Linked DNA regions of Mus musculus: all the other regions are linked to region 3. A link is a contact called in public promoter capture Hi-C data. All regions are on one chromosome and are shown on one strand. Each heading gives the region's core, a stretch centred on a gene start, on an enhancer-like site or on the middle of the called end of the contact. The rest is flanking DNA. Distances are from core to core; before and after follow the strand shown. Region 1 holds the start of 4930455C13Rik (RIKEN cDNA 4930455C13 gene). Region 2 holds the start of Hbs1l (Hbs1-like (S. cerevisiae)). Region 3 holds the start of Sgk1 (serum/glucocorticoid regulated kinase 1).

Evidence for each region. Promoter capture Hi-C pulls out the DNA fragments that hold promoters and counts their contacts.
Region 1: a promoter capture Hi-C map of embryonic stem cells shows a contact between it and region 3, with 5 times the contacts expected there. The contact joins the promoter of 4930455C13Rik here to the promoter of Sgk1 in region 3. A contact is called at or near these places in 1 of 39 promoter capture datasets (embryonic stem cells), 1 of 115 datasets of contacts at active chromatin or transcription factors (embryonic stem cells) and 1 of 9 other capture datasets (adipose tissue).
Region 2: a promoter capture Hi-C map of liver shows a contact between it and region 3, with 2.1 times the contacts expected there. The contact joins the promoter of Hbs1l here to the promoter of Sgk1 in region 3. A contact is called at or near these places in 5 of 39 promoter capture datasets (embryonic stem cells, hippocampal neurons, liver and 1 more) and 1 of 9 other capture datasets (liver).

The regions. Positions count from the first base shown.
Region 1 is chr10:21,340,046-21,343,822 of GRCm38.p6, forward strand. 4930455C13Rik (RIKEN cDNA 4930455C13 gene) reads right to left here and starts at 2,010. Exons shown (of 4, transcript NR_045352.1): 1 at 1,431-2,010. Hbs1l (Hbs1-like (S. cerevisiae)) reads left to right here. Exons shown (of 18, transcript NM_019702.2): 6 at 1,669-1,934; 7 at 2,354-2,519.
Region 2 is chr10:21,293,452-21,297,506 of GRCm38.p6, forward strand. It overlaps Hbs1l (Hbs1-like (S. cerevisiae)), which reads left to right and starts at 2,528. Exons shown (of 18, transcript NM_019702.2): 1 at 2,528-2,725. The coding sequence starts at 2,683.
Region 3 is chr10:21,880,877-21,884,728 of GRCm38.p6, forward strand. It overlaps Sgk1 (serum/glucocorticoid regulated kinase 1), which reads left to right and starts at 1,308. Exons shown (of 14, transcript NM_001161845.2): 1 at 1,308-1,831. The coding sequence starts at 1,763. Gm46215 (a long non-coding RNA gene) reads right to left here and starts at 1,402. Exons shown (of 3, transcript XR_001779732.1): 1 at 1,317-1,402; 2 at 822-874.

The DNA.
Region 1 (3,777 bases), core at 760-3,259, 540 kb before region 3:
ATACTGAAGTTGGGCATTCTACACAGTTGCGATCCTAATACTCTAGAGGTTGTGGCAGGGGAGCCTAAGTTTTAGACCAGCTTTGGCTACATAATGAAACTGCCTTAAAAACATAAGCAGACAGACATGGACACACGAATAACACTGGACAAATATTTCTTGAATAATGGAACATGAAAAACTAAAATGTATAGGTTGTTTAACCTGAGTTCAACTTTTTTCTGACTTTTTGTTTTGTTTTTGGTTTTTGTTTGTTTGTTTGTTTGTTTGTTTTCTGAGACAGGGTTTCTCTGTGTAGCCCTGGCTGTTCTGGAACTCACTTTGTAGACCAGGCTGGTCTTGAACTTAGAAATCCGCCTGCCTCTGCCTCTGCCTCTGCCTCCCAAGTGCTGGGATTAAAGGCATGAACCACCACACCCTGCCCTTTTTCTGACTTTTAAATGAGCAAATTACTTTTCGGATTAAGTCAAGTATGAAGGGCAGACCTAGCAGGCACACCCCCGCCACACCAGTGCTCTAGAGGCTGAGGCAGGCAGGTCACCATGCGTTCTAGGCTGACTATGTCCTGAGTGTCAGGTCAGCCAGTGACTCACTACATTCTGTCTCAGAAAGAGTCCAGACATATATAACAGAAAAGCATATAACAGCCATGCTTTCTCAGAATGATAGACCCTAAACAATGACCATGCGGATGGCCCAGGGAGACGGTAGCCGTGTTTGCTAGAAGCCTTGCTGCCTGTGATTCCCAGTAACCACCTGGTGGAAGAAGAGAACCACCAACACCCTTTAGCTGTTCTTCGACCTACACACACATGTGAAAACAAAAGCTACCAAGAGTTCAAGAAATCACATTTATAATGTGTTGAGTTTTCTTGAAAGCCCATTTGATCCAAAAATTCATTTTTGGCTATACCATTGCATATACACCCAGTCCTGGCCATAACATCACAAATACACATTCCTGATTCTGACTGACTGTGGAAGCTAAACTAAGCTAGAACTTGGATGAGAGAATGTAAAATACACGCTGGCAATTCATTTCTCTCCATGTACATGTGTAAGAGGTAACTCATTGCTTAGAGCACAGTCTGCTTTACTAATACTGAGAATTGTAACTCTACCTCTAGACATGTAAGTAGAACTGATTGAGACATCAAGTGCAGGACAGATAGTCAGTACACAGTCTGGTAAGTCTTAGTGTCCAAGTCAAGGAGATTACTCCTTTAGATTTATAAACAGATGGTTCCACTTTTGGAAAGGTCGTTTAGAAATAAGAAATCAAGTTAATTAAGATCATAAAATTATATGACAAAGTGTCTGAAACATTGTTACCAATTTATTCTTGCCGTTCTAGCAGTGGGTGTAGGCCTGGGCCCAGAATGGGCATTTTTAGATCTTAGAGACATTTGAAAGTTTAAAGCTGTGTTTACCTCTTAGGATGCAGCAGCGTTGCTGCCTGCTGTCTGCCAGGGCGGAGTCTTCATGTTTAGTAGACACCTAGGGTTCCCAGTGTTCGTTTGTGTGGATTGGCTCTGGTCACTTCTCTTTTCCAGCTTGACAGACCTGAGACCCAGAATATCAGGGGTTGCCAAGAGATACCCCTGCCCCCTGACTCAGTTGGGCAGTGTCTGAAATGACTTTCTCACAGTTTTTCTCATCTTTCTGCAGCTTAACTTCTGAGGAAAATGGACTCAGTGTGCGCGCTCCTCACAAAGGGCCTCCTGGTGATGATGTGAGCGTAGCTTCTCCTAACATTCCTGAGACCGGCACTCCAAAATCTGCCCTCCCACCTCCTTCCCTTCAAACATCAGAAGAGCTGGGCTCCACTCCGACACCAGTGAGAAAGTCTGGCAAGCTGAGGCAGCAGATAGACGTGAAAGCGGAATTGGAAAAGCGGCAGGGCGGGAAGCAGCTCCTCAACTTAGTGGTCATTGGTATGCCCTTGTTCTGCCCGCCGGGTTAGCAGGACCGCGGCAGGAGGCGCCCAGCCTCTTGGAGCAGTGTAGGCTTAAATAAAGCAAAGAGGCATTGCATCATAATGCATTCTGGTCACCCAGGGTGCAATGGGGCCGCGTTACCAAGGAGGGCATCATCGGACTTAGCTTGTGGCAGTTTTATGTAGTGAACATTTTGAAAATGGGATGCATCTCCCCCCCCAAAAAAGGGAAACTTTGCCCTCTCTAAAACTGTGTGTGCAGTCCTCACCCCCTCCCCCATTTAGGTGTTTTAACCTTGATAGAAATTGGTGTTTGTTATACTAAATACTGACGCACGCTGTTGAATTAGTGTTGCAATGCCTCAATGTGAGCATCTGAAATGTACCTAGTATTAACCCTGAATCAATTTTCCTTAGGTCATGTTGATGCTGGGAAAAGTACTCTGATGGGCCATATGCTTTATCTTCTGGGTAATGTAAACAAAAGAACTATGCATAAGTATGAGCAAGAATCTAAAAAGGCTGGCAAGGCTTCATTTGCATATGCGTGGGTCTTGGATGAAACTGGAGAAGAAAGGGAAAGGTAGCCGCTATGTTTCAACGCTTTTAGTCTTTAAAATAAGTGGGCACTGGAAGTTGAATGTGTAACACATAAATGCATCAGCGAGACGTTCAGAATTCCTTTTGTTTGTCATACTTTATTCTGTGAGAAGAAGGTTAAGAGAATATTTATCCCAAACCCAACAAGGAGGAGCACCGGCAGACAGCAGTGCTGGACGGTGAGGCTCCCTGAGTGGGTCTTGCTGTGAGCCAGTGGAGTTGGCAGTTGTTGCTCCCTCGGCATATCCGGTTGTTAAAGTCGGATCTGACTCAGTCTTGCACCAGGTTTTAAAGGAACTGCCCAGCAGGTCCAGACTACAGGCTCACAATTCCATTCTCATGAGACACACACTCACAGTCCAGAAAGAAACAATTGAATCTATCTTGTCAGTTATTCTTTCAGTGTCTCTCGGGGCTTAGTGCTAGTTTAGGTGGATTCTAGCAGAAGGATGAAGATACTCGCGTATCTCTGGCCAGTTACCTCTTCTGAGGTAATTTAAAGCATAGACGTATATCACATTTAAGGCTATCAGACGCGGAGAAGCAAACTCTGTCTATGTAAGATACAGAACAACTAAGTTAAAATAATGACCAACACGCACAGGGTGTCAGAATCCTAAGTTAACGGTCGAAACATCTCTCAAGTCTTTAATCTGATTATGATTAGAGAGTATATGTGCGTTTGCAGACTTTTCTCTGCATGAGTTCATTTTCCTGCAGTCCCTGTCTCCATTATGTGTAAGGCAGTTCGCTAACCCAGGTTGCATGAGTCTAGTGCTTCTCATAGCTGGGTGTTTGTATCCTCATGGTATTTCTCCCTTATATAGCTTTTTCTCTGTATATTATTATGACCCTGCTTCCTACCCTTACACAAAAGCTTAACCTGTCAATTCACTGAGAAACAGTGAAGCCCAAGTAATTCCCACCGGTCTAACAAACAGACTATCAAAGTATACAGCTTTTATTTCCTTTGTGTAACCTGATCCTGTAGATTAGTAGACTGAGAAGAGTGTAATTTAAGGGGAAGGGCTTAGTAAAATTTACTTAATTATGTGGGTTGAGCTGCAAGTGAGCTAATTGCACTTGCTCCTAAAATGACCAGTTTTTTTCTTTTTTAGTTTTCCAGCTATACTATCTACTTACTGTGGTGCTATTGTGGCCACTAGCTTTGCCTTTCTCACCATGGTATAATTTAGACTGTTCTGTCGACAGCTTCGGAGTACATATTACAAGATTTTAGC
Region 2 (4,055 bases), core at 1,278-3,777, 590 kb before region 3:
AAGCTTTCAAGTTTTATCTTTTGCTGTGTGTCTTAGGGTTTTATTGCTGCAGCAAAACACCGGGACCAAGAAGCAAGTTGGGGGAAAAGGGTTTATTCAGCTTACACTTCCACATTGCTGATCATCACCAAAAGAGAGCTAGGACTGGAACTCATACAGGGTATGAACCTAGAGGCAGGAGCTGATGCAGAGGCCATGGAGGGATGCTGCTTACTGGATTGCTTCCCCTGGCTTGCTCAGCTTGCTTTCTTATAGAACCCAGGACCACCAGCCCAGGGATGGCACCACCCACAGTGGGCTAGACTCTCACCTGCTTAATACTTAACACTGCCTTACAGCTGGATCTCATGGACATATTTCTTCAACTGAGACTCCTTTCTCTCTAGATTGTGTCAAGTAGATACAAAACCAGCCAGTACAGTGTGTTAAAAGACTCTGACCAAAAAAAACCCACAAAAACAAAAACCAAAACCAAAAAAACAACTATGGGAGGAAAGGGTTTATTTGGCTTACACTTCCAAGGTTGTTTGTTTGTTGGTTTTTGTTTTTGTTTTGTTTTGTTTTAAGATTTATTTATTTAATGTATATGGGTACACTGTCACTGTCTTCAGACACACCAGAAGAGGGCATAAGATCCCATTAGAGATGGTAGTGAGCCACCATGTGGTTGCTGGGAATTGAACTCAGGACCTCCGGAAGAACAGTCAGTGCTCTTAACTCATCAGTCGTCTCACCAGCCCCACACTTTCAAGTTACAATCCATCACTGAGGGACATCAAGGTAGAAACTGAAGCAGAGACTGAAGCAGGAACTACAGGTGCAACTGCTTACAGGCCCGCTCTTCTGCTCATGCTTGGCTTGCTTTCTCTTACAGCCCAGGCCCCACTACTAAGGAGGTTGCCCTGTAGAGCAGACTGGAAACTCTTTGCATCAATCAATCAAGACATTGCCTCACAGGACAATTCTGATGAGGCAATTTCCAGGTGACTCTGAGTTATGTCACCTTGCCAGGGAAACTAACAAGTGTAAATAATATACCATTTTCAGGAATCAATACAGAACAGACTGGTCCACACACCCAAGTTATGTGTCATGTCTGAGGCAGGATTGTTTTCTTATTCACCCTACTAGTTATGTGGTCGGTTTATAACTCATTTACTTCAATAGCCGCATCAGTGACTTGTAATTAACAGCATTCACGTTTACAGTGGGATAGAAGCTGACCCTGGTTTTTAAGTTTTATGTACGTGACGTTGAGACAGGGTCTCAACAGTGCTGGTTGGCCTGGAACTCCCTGTGTAGCCAAGGATGACCTTGAATTCCTGGTCCTCCTGTCCCTGTCTACAGAGTACCAAGATTAAAGGAATTGAGCCACCAGGTCCAGCACATTTAGTACTCTTTAGCACTTAATGTCCTGTGCTAAGTCCTCTTACATGGGCAAATATTATTTATGAATTTGATAATGTATAAGATAATATCTTCACTTACAAAGAAATAGGCTGCAATGTGGAAATTATTTAAAGGTATAAAATAAAACACTTAAAAATCATAAAATTAGCATCTACTTTTTTTTTTTTTTGTCTATAAAGTTTTGCCTTGGAGCCATATGAAACATTGTGAGTTAAGAACACCATTGGGTAGTCAGTCAGAACTCAAATCTGAGCCCTTTACAAATATGGATTTAATTTGTGTTATCCTCATTGTTGTGGATTAGAAAAGCTGAGTAAGGTGGTGTTAGACATTCGCCTTTGATTCCAGGTCTTGGCATTGAAAGCACAAGCTACAATAAAATGGTTTGTTCAGTGTGATAATAAGGTTGATGTTTTTTACACAGCATTATTAGCCTTATGTTGTATGAAACAAGGATGTTTAATAACAGGTTATAGATTTATGTGTTATTATTACATCATAAGCACCCAAGGCTAGTTCTGTGTCTGAAAAGCTGTACTAAACACCCTTAGCAAGTTCACATATTTATGTATTCAATCAATGTCTAAGGCTTCCTTCTTAATTAATTCGTGCTAATGAAATATTTTACAAAGCTAAGGTCAGACAGTTGTTTACCAGAGCTGTTAATGAATTTAATATGGAGCCCATACCTGAAGCCATGAGTTACATGCGAAGCATATTGACCCAGTGTGGCTACATTTCAAAGCTAAAATTACTCATTCAAAAAGTTCCCTCTACAGCTTGGACTAATTATTATGCCAAATTTACACGTTTATTGATTGCCTATAGTGTTTACTAAGGCTTAAAAGCTGAAACAAAGTCCTTGTTTTTACTGAGCGAAATAGGCAGCTTTTCAGATGATCAAAAACCAAAGTTGGGAAATAATCCTGAAAACCGGTGTAGGTGAAGGATCCCGCTCAACAACCCTCTGGTTGCTTCATTTCTGGCCTTGAAGTCCACGTCAGTCAATTCGCTTGTGGGCGGGACCTCGCCCCCCCCCCCCCCCCGCCAGTTCGCGAGCGCGCACGCGTTCCCGGGAGGCCCGCAGTGACCCCGAGAGCTTGCCGTCGCCAAGTGCGCAGGTATGACGTCGCGCATGCGCGGACGCTCGGCGCAGAGGCCTGGCGGAAGACAAGATGGCGCGGCAGAGGTGTTCCGCCCGCGGTCTGCGCCTCGTCGGTTTCTGAGCCGAGTTTTTCTGGAAGGGACGGCGGCAGGCGCCGTCTGTGCGCGATGGCCCGGCATCGGAACGTCCGGGGATATAACTACGATGAAGGTGGGTGGTAAGGCCGCGCCGGCCGTGACCTTAGCTCTTCCAGCTGTCTCCATGGCCGCTTTACATCTCCCTGGAATCGAGCATGGACCCCGGAGCCACGCTCGCAATGGGATCTTCGGCGGAGAGGGAGCGGGCGGAGAGCGAGCAGGACCTGAGAGGAACACCCGGGGAGGAAGCCGGCGTGTTGTCTGCCTCCTAGCTGAGCTAGTTCACCGACCGGGCAGGGGTGTAGCATCTCCAGGGCCCATAGGTGTGGCGAGGTCGGGATCCGATGCTGTTCGTATCCAAGCGTCACCTCTTCTTTCCCTGTTTCCTGCGGGGATCCCGCAATGAGTTCCTGACGTCTGTCTCATAAGCCCTCCTTCAGACAAGCCCACGAGGCCGTAGTTAGAAAAGAGGCTGGCTTAGCGCTTACCTGCGGCCGGCCTACTACAAACGTCAGATTTATTTCGTTGTCCCCGTGTCCCTGCGTTTTTGACTGCTCCATTTTTTTCCAACGGATTTCAAAACTGGGGACGTGAGAAACAGAAAAGATTCTTGTTTAAAAGGGCTCAAGAAATTGGGTCGATTTGCTGATGTTCAGGTGTATAAATTCAGTTATTGGCAAACAGTGCTTAATGTAGATTGATTTTAAAAAGGAAATGGAAAAATAACACCAGCGGGGAGGTCATGAAAAAGGGACTCGCAGTTTGTTGGCATTGAGTGGATGATAATAAGCATCATTTAGCATCACAGAAGCTAAAAATAAACACAAATGTAAAGTGATGCAAGAATCCTAAAGACCTGCTGCTTTTTAAAATGGAGAAGATGCAATGTTTACGCAGGCGGTTGTTATTAACACCCCCTTTGGGGGGATTGTGAGCTTCAGTGTCCTCAACAGGTTTGACCAACCAACAACCTGGGCTGCATCTGGAGACTTTGACCCAGTCTGCCTGGAATATCTTACTTGGCAGGCATTCACTGTAAGAATACATAGTGTCTGTATAAAAGGCCTGGTGGACCACTACCACTAAGAAATGACTTTAGTCTGGAAGAGATTGTGTAGCTGTGAAATAAGGGACATTTATTACCAATATATTTCCTCAGCCAGTGATAATTGACTATTTAAGGGTACTGCTTAACACATGAGGACTGTTTACAGTAACAGCTGGTTAAAGCATGAGAGATTCCACAGTGTGATGACAGTAATATAGAAACGATGCAAAAGAGAGGGTCTAAATTAGAAGGGAAGGGCTGGGATTTCTGTGTAGCCTCTGAGTGCCGAATACCTTCTTACCTTGGCTACCTGAGGTCAGGTTTGATTCCTTTGTAACAATCAGTGACATCATAA
Region 3 (3,852 bases), core at 58-2,557:
ATAAATGGTGTAACAATGTGGGTTTTGTTGTTGTTATTGTTCTGTTTGGGTGTTGTTTCTGGCTAGGATCCCATGAATTCTAGTCTGGCCTCAAACTCTGAGGATAAGCTTGCATTTCTGATCCTCCTACCTTTAACCTCCCAACTGCAGGGGTTCTAATCCCATGTTGCCACAGTGTCTGTCGCTGTTTTGTTTTTTCTTTTGTTTGTTTGCTTGTTTTGTGGTCCTGAGGATTAAACTCATGGTTTCATGCAAGCACTCAATCAACAATTATTTTTAAGGATAGTTCTAGTGTATTTCCTACCAGTGAACGCTTACTGGTTTTGGATTTGAATGCTATATTTGAATAGAATGAGATGTCAAACAAGTGATTGAGTGGCTGAATTAATGAATGAGTGAATGAATGAGTGAGTGAGTGAGTGATCGTGTATGTCTATCTCATAGACCAAAGTACAGCCGGAGGTGAAGTAGCTGATCAAAACCACATGCTAACAGGGACCCCAAACCTTTTTGCTATAAATCCTATTTAAAAAACAAAACAAAACTCATAAAATATCAGCATCAAAGAGCACAAGTGGAAACGAGCTACGCATAATTAAATGTTTTTGTTAAATGAATTCACTTTGCAGAGGTTCAGGATAAGTTGGGGCATGTAAAAAGACTCGTCCTTGCTTCCTGTGACTCCCTTAGCATTGAATGGATTCAGCACGAATTTTTGGTGAAGGTCTGGGCAAGGTTCTGCCTATTGGTTTTGCACACTTTGTTTCTGTTCATTGATTTTCTCTTACTGCCGGCTTCTCTGTTGAAAAGGGTGGGCTTACCTCCCCAGTTGTTCCTTCTAATGTCACAGCGGAAGGAAGGGCATCCGAGGACCCTACAGAGTAAGAGACCATTCACTGCTACACATGTGTAGGCACATTATTTTATTTTTCAAGGTTTCATAGGGCAGGAACACGTTTGATGCCCCCCACCCCCTGCCTCCGGGGCTTGGTATCAGAACCGGAATCTGAAGAACTTCATTGAGAATTACATTATTGGGTCTGCATTTTACTCTGGTTACCACATTGTTGCAAAGAAAAACCAATTCAAAGAACCCTCCCAAGGGAATCCGTTGTTCTGTGTTTTCTGTGTCTCCTGACCATCCTCTGATCTTACTCACATATGCATGCATGCATCCTTGCTCCTTCCTGCCTTGCTTTCTCTTTCCATTTACCTTTCTGAGGAGGCTCTCTCCCTTCCTCCTTCCCTCCCTCCGGCTTCAGCTCTTTCTTACTCCTTCCCCCAGCTGCTTAACTACAGCTCCCACTGGAACCTACACAATCAAAAACAGCTCTCCTCCAGCAGCCTCCAGCAGCGCATCACCTGGAGCAGAGCGAGTCGCTCGCTCCCCGCTCAGCCCGGGAGCAGCTCGGTAGCTGGGGGCGGGGACGGTACCCTGCTCTCGCCTGAGCGCCCGCCAGAGCATCTCTGGATAGATTTGCTGTATCCCGCCATCCGGCCCCGGGGTCCTGTTGTGGTGATGCTTACGTTTCAAAGCAATGATGGAAAGAGAAAAGCCATTGCCAGTGGCCTCTGAAAGTGGGGCGAGTTACTGCAGTCGCTGCCGCAGCAGGATGAGCGAGTGAAAAACTGAGCCCCGTTAGCCTCTCCATCCCGTTCGGTCTTCATTCACCGTCTCCAGGAAGGCGGATCGGGATACAGATGCAGTAAACCAAGCCGGTGCCACCCTGGATCTATAACTGTGAAGTCCCTTCTGTGGAAGATGGTAAACAAAGACATGAATGGATTCCCGGTCAAGAAATGCTCAGCGTTCCAATTTTTTAAGAAACGGGTAAGCCCAGGTTGTGGTTGTTGCTTTTGTTTTCTACGCTGCTTCTCTCAAATGCTTTTGGAGGCTTGCCTAGGGTAAGCCTCGGGTTTTGTTACTGAGCCCTTCGTGAAAGCAGAGCTTCTGGTGTCAGTGGTCAAGGTGAGCGCTGGCCCTGCTGAGATTCATATTTGTTGGGGGGTGGGTAGGGGAGATGTTGATGGAAAGGGGGGGCTCAGAGGAGTTGCATTGGAAGAAGGGGGTTGGGCCGAGATGCCTTCAAATGGGTTTAAGATGGGAACTGAGATTTCTCAATCAAAGCCATGCCCAGGATTACAAGGCAGTTTCAAAGACAGCTGGCCCGAGTGCAGTTAATAAGAAGCAATTTAGTCTGGGCTAATTAAGTAGCTCTCTCGCTCTTATCTTTGAAGGGTTCAACTTTGCCACACCTTCCCTCCGTCTCAAGGGCTGCTGCATTTTCGTCTTCAATTGTTAGAAGCAGCTTTGGCTCCTCAAATCCATTCTGCCACTATCTCTATCTTTGGGGTAAACAGGAAAGGACCAGAGTGACCTTTGACAGAAATGATGGACTCCCAACATCTCAAACCCTCTATTTCAAGTTGCCTCAATTTTGCCTAGCACACGTGCCCTTACCAAAAGAATAAGGGATAGCCTGTTTTATAGCCCAAACTATGATTGGGGGGGGGGGCGTGCGGGGAGGGTTCTGCTGCTATGTACATTTGCTGTATACATTTGTTTAAATTCCTTTCATTCATAATGTTAGTAATGTCATAGGGCTGTAAATGAATAGACCTTTCTCTGTTTCACAGATAAACTCAGTTCATTGCAATGGCCACACTGGAGGTCTGTGGCTCTGCAAATTTATACATGAGTGGGGACTCAGAAATGAGTGGTTGTTGGAAGACTGATCATTGACATCCTTATGGGGAGTGTCTCTTAAGCAATAGGAGGCTCCTGTAGCCCCAGTTGTGCCGTCCTATTTAGTGCCCGGGGCGGTCCTATCCAGCTGCTTCCTTCCATTCATTCACCCTTCCCTTCATTCAGGCCGCGTCTGTGTGTGCCGAAAAGGCAACAGAACGTAATGAATTACAGGCTGGGCTGGACGGCCTCCTAGCACTGAAGGGTCAAGCTGGAAAGGCAGGTCTGCAAACCAGCAGTCTGCAAGCGCCAGCAGGAGCTCTCTCACATCCTGGCTTAGAGATCCCCAAATCTATGGCCAAATGCAAACGATACGCACTAAATCTGAGTAACGCTAACTCCTGCAGCCAGTGTCAGTTGAGAGGTCTTTCCCCAGTAGAGTCTGCAAGTCAGCCCAGCTTCTTGGTCCTCCCGCACTACTAAGGTCTCCCCTGTAGTCAAAAGATACTTTTCCAAGGGAAGCACCCTTTTATTTAGTCCTTAAATTCTTTACTTCCTTCTAACTAACTAGCCAAAGTTTGCTGTTTTTTTTTTTTTTTTTTTTTTTTTTCTCTAGCTACATTGACCAAGCTGTCTTGAATGCCTGGGCTGAAATGATCCTCCTGCCTCAGTTTCTTGTGTATTGGAACTATAGGTTTAGGCTTATGAGCTTATGCCTATCTTAACTAATTTATTTGGTGCTATTAAGGGTATTTTGTTTTACAGTGCTGGGCCTCAAGCATGCAAGTCACCCCTCCCCCACAAGCCCCATCCCCAAACAGTGAACTACGTTCACAGTCCCTGGGGAGTTTAGAACCCTTTCAGCTATATATTGTCAGTCAACCAAGTGTCAGTTACATACTGTTTATTTATTATAATAGTTTCTTATTTTCTTTGCCATCAAAATATACTACTAGAAATCCCAGCTTGACATCTGGTTGCATTTTGCTTACGAGCATAATTTACCAGTGTGTTTCAGCCAGTGTTTCTGCAGACCTTGGGTTTTGGAAAGAGTGAGACAGGGTACAGATGTCTTCTCAAAAACTGCAGGGAGAAAGAGATTTACACCATGAGGTCCAGCAGGCCATTTCACTGGGTTCAGTCTGCTGGAGATTGGGTCTGACATC